Regions from separate parts of the Sus scrofa genome. Here region 1 is linked to region 2. A link is a contact called in public Hi-C data. All regions are on one chromosome and are shown on one strand. Each heading gives the region's core, a stretch centred on a gene start, on an enhancer-like site or on the middle of the called end of the contact. The rest is flanking DNA. Distances are from core to core; before and after follow the strand shown. Region 1 holds the start of NKAIN2 (sodium/potassium-transporting ATPase subunit beta-1-interacting protein 2). Region 2 overlaps NKAIN2 (sodium/potassium-transporting ATPase subunit beta-1-interacting protein 2).

What was found. A called contact is a pair of places that touch in the nucleus more often than the background predicts.
Region 1: a Hi-C map of omental adipose tissue shows a contact between it and region 2, with 2.1 times the contacts expected there. The contact joins the promoter of NKAIN2 here to the enhancer-like site in region 2. A contact is called at or near these places in 1 of 5 promoter capture datasets (fetal skeletal muscle) and 15 of 47 Hi-C or Micro-C datasets (adipocytes, alveolar macrophages, brain and 11 more).

The regions. Positions count from the first base shown.
Region 1 is chr1:39,038,575-39,041,611 of Sscrofa11.1, reverse strand. It overlaps NKAIN2 (sodium/potassium-transporting ATPase subunit beta-1-interacting protein 2), which reads left to right and starts at 1,397. Exons shown (of 7, transcript XM_021072801.1): 1 at 1,397-1,824. The coding sequence starts at 1,771.
Region 2 is chr1:38,036,263-38,039,741 of Sscrofa11.1, reverse strand. It overlaps NKAIN2 (sodium/potassium-transporting ATPase subunit beta-1-interacting protein 2), which reads left to right. Exons shown (of 7, transcript XM_021072801.1): 5 at 2,269-2,329. Among named protein-coding and RNA genes, the nearest start is that of RNF217, 130 kb to the right of the region's middle. Within about 2 kb of position 2,166, at least 2 of the 83 cell types and tissues checked have an H3K27ac peak or open chromatin away from gene starts, as enhancers often do. A contact at or near this core is called in omental adipose tissue, where this site is marked.

The sequences.
Region 1 (3,037 bases), core at 148-2,647, 1.0 Mb before region 2:
AGTAGGGCCAAATCCCATTTGCTAGGGAAAGCTCTTTGCTTGATGTGGTTTCATCAGTCTTAATTGCTTATGGGGATGCGGAAAGATACTTGCTATTTAGTTTCCTAAACCTCTCTTATCAACCTTGCCACGTCATACCTTACGACCTAGTATCTCAGAGGATCTTTACACCACACCTTCACTTTCTGGGAAAGTTAGTTAGAAATGCTCAGGACAATAAAAGACATCGACCCCTGGATTCCAATACCCTAGCCCCGGGACCACCTGGACCAGCCTGCTTCGCCCTTCAGCTTTCCACCCGCAGGTGGCAGCAGCGGGCTCCAAAGCGTGCATCTCCGCAGGTTATGGGAGCCGAGGCTTAGCTTCTCGCCTGCGTTCCGAAGCCAGGAGCTGGCGCATCCACCTCCAGGAATCCACACCCAGCTGGGACATCCCCGAGGCTGAAGTACTTGAGTGATGAAATTGTCTCTGATCCTTTAATTTCTTGAGTGAAAACAACAGTGTGAAGCACCACCGGCAACTTATTGCGTCCCTACTCCCTCTGGTTCCCAGTTTTCCCACCAACTCCAGTAGCAACCCGGTCCCTCTTCCAGAACAGAGTCTGTTCCGAAACTCCACTCTCCGACCCTTGTAGATTTTGGGAGTCGGGTTGCCCGGGGGGGCAGGCAATGCGTTGGCAATCTCGGCATCCCTTCTCCGACTCTTCTCTGACACGCGGGCTTAACGGCCGGTCCGCAAACTAGGACTGCACCCCTATTTAATCAGCCATCCCCCTTCCCTAACCCTCCTCTTCGTCCCTTTTCCCCCAAAGACACACGCGCACACACGCAGCTCTCTGGCTCTTAGTGCTCCAGGCTTCGCTGCAGGAGCAGGACCTACACAAGCCCAGCAAGCTACTGACATGCTGCCCGGACTCTTCGCCCCGCGGTCCCCAGTGCCCCCAACGCCGCAGCCGCCGCTTCCGCGCCGCTCCTTCCCGCCTAGACACTGCCACCAACAGTCCCCTCGCGGCAGCCCCGACTGGGCTGGAAGAAGTTGACGCTTTAGGAGGGGGCGGCGGGGAGCAGGTTGAAAGATTTGTTGTAGGAGGATTAACACATCTGGGCGAGGGGAGGGGCAGCGCCGCTGCAGGACGCGGCGCGGACCCGGCATCACTACGCGCAGCGGCTGCAGCAGCCGCCGCCACCGCCACCGCCGCCGCCCGGGACCGCGAGCCCGGACGCCCCCGCCCGGCCCGCGCCCCGCCCCCGCCCGCCGGGCCCCGCAGCGCAGGGAGCAGAGGAGCCGCGGGCGGCGCAGGGAGGCGGGCAGCGCCCCGCGCGCGCTTCTGCCGCCCCCGGAGCCGGCGCGCGGAGAGCGCCGGGCGAGCGCGCGTCGGGCGGCGGCCGCGCTGGGGGGCGTGGGGCGAGCCGGCGCTGGGAGCGGCGGGGGCGAAACTTCGGGGCCAGATGCCCGAGGGCGCGGCGGCGCTGCGAGGCTGCCGCTGCTGCCCCTGCGGGCCCCGGGCGCGTCTCCGCGAGCCGCGTTGCCCCCGGCGCGGCGTGTGCACCGAGCGAGTGAAGGTATGTGTGGCGGGCGCGGCTGGAGCTGCCGCCGCCGCGCCAGCAGGTCCTAATGCCTGTCACTTCCCAGGACGCTGGCTGGAGCAGCCCGGAGCCCCCGAGCCCTCGGCAGGTTTGCCTGTCCTTCCCCGCGATCTGATTGGATAAAGTGGGGGCTCGACGGTGGCCGACGTGGGACAGTCTGGCTGTGGCAGGGGTCTCGGAAACCATGGGTTATTGCAGTGGCAGGTGCACGCTTATCTTTATCTGTGGCATGCAACTGGTAAGTGACACTTGGGTCCTCTTATTCTGTAACGTGCCTTTGAGATAGTGGGCAGGGGAGTGCAGTAAAAGGTCTGACATTGATGAGAATGGAAGAAAAAAGAAAAGGAAAGGTGACAGATATATTGCCTATATTTAAAATGATTTCAGGGAGACGCACCGTGTGGTATGGCAGAGGTGAGGCTTCCTGCCCCCACCTATTTCTTTTCCTCTGAAAACAGTTTGTCAGGTGCGGGTTAAACTTGTTGTCTTTAATTTCTTTAAGCAAAGCAAAAGGTAGTTCCTTTATGCTTTGCGTTCCTGTTAATACAGCAACGTGATTGTTACATATAATGTACTATACAGGTGTTAAAATAGAGAAATGTGGAATTTTTGACTTTTCTTGTGTATACTAATTTTGCTGTATCTTTATTTCTTCATTGACTTGTATTATTTTTCAAGGCATATGTTGTCTTCTAAGTATAATGCTGTAGCAAACCACTGTGTAGGGCAGATGATACCCTTAAAGCAGTCTAATCAAGGCAGCATTGAGTTTTAAAAGTATGTAGACTGAGGAGAAATACTTAGATGAACTCAGCAACACCATTGCCGTAGTCTGAAGCAGTAGCTTTTAAATCACAATTATTATAAACAATTCTAAGGAAAAATATTATATCTTACAATATGTATATAATTGCTCTTGAAGTAATACTGTTGTCTGATCCCATGGGATGGAGAATTATTTGTACTTTTGGAGGAATGCTGTACAGTTGTAACAAGGCAAGGAGCCAATAATGAAAAACGTCATGTCTCTGACTTTAAATTCCCTAAGGGCAATAGAAGGATAGTTTAGAGGTGAAAGATATACCACTATAAGTGGTTGATTTGAGGTGGGAGGTACTCACTCACACCCCTTGTCAAACAGCTTTCCTTGGAAAGTATAAATTAATATGAAGAGCTACCCACATTTCCAACAATTGTTTTATAAAGGCTGAAAGGACTGCCAGACTGAACAAAATTTCTGAGAGCCCAATCATTAATCAAAGGAGCAAGAATTTGCCTTTGGAACTGATAGATGAATTTCTTAAGTGTCCTTCATTGTTTATCAATTGTCATGAAACCCATGAGTGGTGGTGGTAGTTGTTTGTTTAATATTTCGCTGAAGCAGTGGTTTCAGTTGCAGATTGTCTCAGGGATGTTTTTATTTCCAAGGAAAGTTATCTGATGAAGTATAT
Region 2 (3,479 bases), core at 917-3,416:
TTAATCAGCAAGCTTTTGTAATGAAATGCAGATTTACTTTTATATCAAAGCAGCTCCCCTGATAGTTAAAGAATACAACTGAATACAATTAAAAGATCACGGGTAAGCAGAATACAGGGCCGTGGCTGCATTCTGGGAGAGGAATGCAGTTACTAATTGAGATTCTTATGACACTTTCATGGGACATTTAAACTCACTGGTCCTGAATCTCAAGACTTTCAATGCTCTTTAACTAGATTTTCATTGAAAGTAATGAAGTGATGCGTTTAAAGAGAAAAAAAAAATCGAAAGTTTGTGATGAGGAAAAAAGGTGCTTTGAAGATAACTCAAGTAGTGTTTTAAACTGAAAAGAAGAGAAACTATTGATAAATCTATGGCTAAATGCCTCAAGGGTAAGGCCTTCCTGTGGAGGAGGAAGAGGAAATACAGGCCCAGGGGATTTAACAAAATGCATAGCCTCTTTACCTTCCACAGACAGATCCAGTACCCGTGACCAGAGTATTTTCGTGGGCCCTGGTGGATACAAGATTTAAAAGCGTTAGTATCATCTGTTTTTCCACTACCTGCAAAAATGCTCAAATCACTGTTATGACTTTGTTTAGTCAAATCAAATCTTTGCTAAAGCCAAACAGGACATACTGTTCAATAGTATCCTGTACTCTAAAAATTAAAGTTGTGTAAAAATAGTGACCGTGATTATATAAGGAAATGGTTTTTACTATCTCAATTTTTTTTGCCAACAATAAATAACAGTTCAAATAATTCAAAGAGAAAAATGATTACCTTTCTAATATATTTTTTAAAAACCTTAGTGCTAATGTAGCATCAATGATATGGTATCTGTTTTATGTGAAAAGTTTCAGATACTACATTTGAGGGTGGGGGGCAGGGGCTCCCCACTTCCTCTTATCCAGGATCTGAAGAGAAAAGCCCATTAAGAAGATGTTGCCCAAGTCTGATTTCTCATCCATTTCTCTCCCAAGCAGGGTCACCGCTTCTGTGCCAGGAAAACCAGTGTTTTATCTCATGCCAGTTCTTTTTGGAAGAGAACTAAAATCTGCCAGAACATGCTTTCTCAAATGAGATTTTCTAAAGTTCCTTTTAACTGGACCTCTGTCTCCAAGTAGTTCTGCTCATTACATACCTCTCAGTGTACCCTCTGACCTAAAAAGTTCCACTCACATCTTCCAAAAAGTTTGCTGTCAGCTAATAGAAAACAAATTCAGTAGGCTTATCACAGCAGCAAATTTTGCCCTGTGCCTTTGCTTCCTGACTGAAGACTGCAGCCTTTTTCCTAAGGTTCCCTTCCCCAATGCCAGATAGTACTGTAAAGAGTCAATATTTAGATCAATGTCTGTCTGAAATGTCATTGTGAATAATTTGCATCACTATCCTGAGGATTCCCTTTAAGGATTTCCTCAAACTGTGATTGTTTGGGAGGAGAAAAAGTCTTCCACATATTAGGAAATTATATTAGTTTGTTTCCTTCCACCAGTGCTCATTATATAACTAAATACTTATATGAAGGAATACAAAACTACACCACTTGAGTGGAGAGAGATCAAAGAGTTTGCTGTGCTCATTCACAGGTACTAATTTCAGTGAGCTAAGACTTCCCTGACCACAGGGACTGCTCTGTGGTATATTTCAGAAAGGATGCTCTTGGGTGTGTAATTGTAATCCCAGCCCAATACATCGTGACACTCCTTACAGGCATCCGCCTCATTGCTCCTCTGTAATATGTCATTTTAATTATACTTGGTATATGCTGGCTCCTGCTCTGGTATACACAGGAGTTATTCTTACTGACAAAGTGTTCATGCAACATTCCATGGAGTGTCCTTAATATTTTCCTCTCAAAACATTTTTCTGATAGTCAACAGGAATCCAGTTTTAGAATCTTAAGTCTCCAGGCTAATGAAACGTGAGTTAGAAATTTATTGGTATAGATGTTAATCCATTAGTGAATGGCCATACTTTTTTTCCCTCTCAAGACCCAGAAAAAACTTGTTGTAGATTGCCTGGCACTTAAAAAATCTGATGCCTAAATGCAGAGCAGATGAAAAACAGCAGTATACTCATTTTTCAAGGCAAGTAGACCTTCTATGAATCAAGAAGCCACACTGGAGTCCAGATCCAGTCTGAGGAGCCATTTTGGAACACTAAATCCAGCCACACAGACCACCTGCCTTTGAAAAGTCACTCCCCCCGTGAGGTCCAAGACCACTGCCTTTGCCTCATGTCTAAAGCATCTTTGTTTTGTTTCAGCTGGCAGGGTTCATCTACGCCTGTTATGTTGTGAAATGTATAACTGAAGAAGAGGACAGCTGTAAGTATTAAAGCTCTATTCTGTGTCTTTCAAGTTCAGAGCACCTTCACCGCCTCCTCTCAGATAATATCTTAACACTTCATTAGAACAGGGCCTAAGCCCCTTGTACCATCGGGCTGAAATGCTTCTCATGAACATGTCCAGCATATAGATAACTAATCAATTTCATCCAGGACTACAAATCCTATCAATCAATGTGCAATAGTTCCTAAAATTCTCATAAAAGCTGCCTTCAGATTATTTCAAGAAATGTGTTATGAAACTAAATGTTCCTATTTCCTTCTTGTTCCTATAATTTGATACAAGTGGCTAGAACTAGAGCCTCAGCATTCACTATTGCTCGATCCAGAATTTAGATGGCGGTACCCTCTCATAAGCCTCTAAGTGGCTCCATTGTTTTCTGCTTTTCTTAAAAAAAAAAAAAATTTTAAGTGGCAGGTAGAAGGTTTCACTCCTTCCTTGCCCTCTAAGGCTCTGAAGTAGGAGCACTGGAAAAAAGCACTTCTATGCTCTCTGGGTACTTGCCCATGAAGCTACATTTACGGTGAGGAAAAATCAGGGTTGGGAAACATATTTCTCGGTTTCCAAAAATATTCACAATGATTAGGATAGATATTAAGACAGTGGGAGCAAAGAGGAGAATCCGCTGCTCTGTTAAAGGAGGATTTGAGAAAAATATTCAAAGAGAAATGTGTACCTTTTTTACTTTCCAATCATACAAGAAAGGAGGCAGATCAAGTGATTCATTTAGAGGCGGCTCATCCTCAGTCACACTCACACATGATGTAAAATCAGGAATACTTAGTGAATAGTTTACACGGTGCTGTGTGCAAAAAGAAACGATCGTCCTTTATAAGTATTTGTAAAAACAGTCCTCAGCGTGTCAAGTACAATTGCCAAGCTTTAGATATTTTGAATAACATGCAGTCTTTTACCTCTCAGGAATTAACCAGTTTGCAGTGGAAAAAAAAAAAATGCGAATAAGTATAAAACTCTGTAGAGTGTACAGTGTTGGGAGATAGAAAAGGAATCAGGAAAGGTTTCATAGAAAAGGACCCTCGAGGTTGATTTTGAAAGACACATTCGTGGGGTAGCTAATGCCAAGAATAGTGATCCTAGGAAAAAGGTGAAAAAGCATCAGGACATGGCT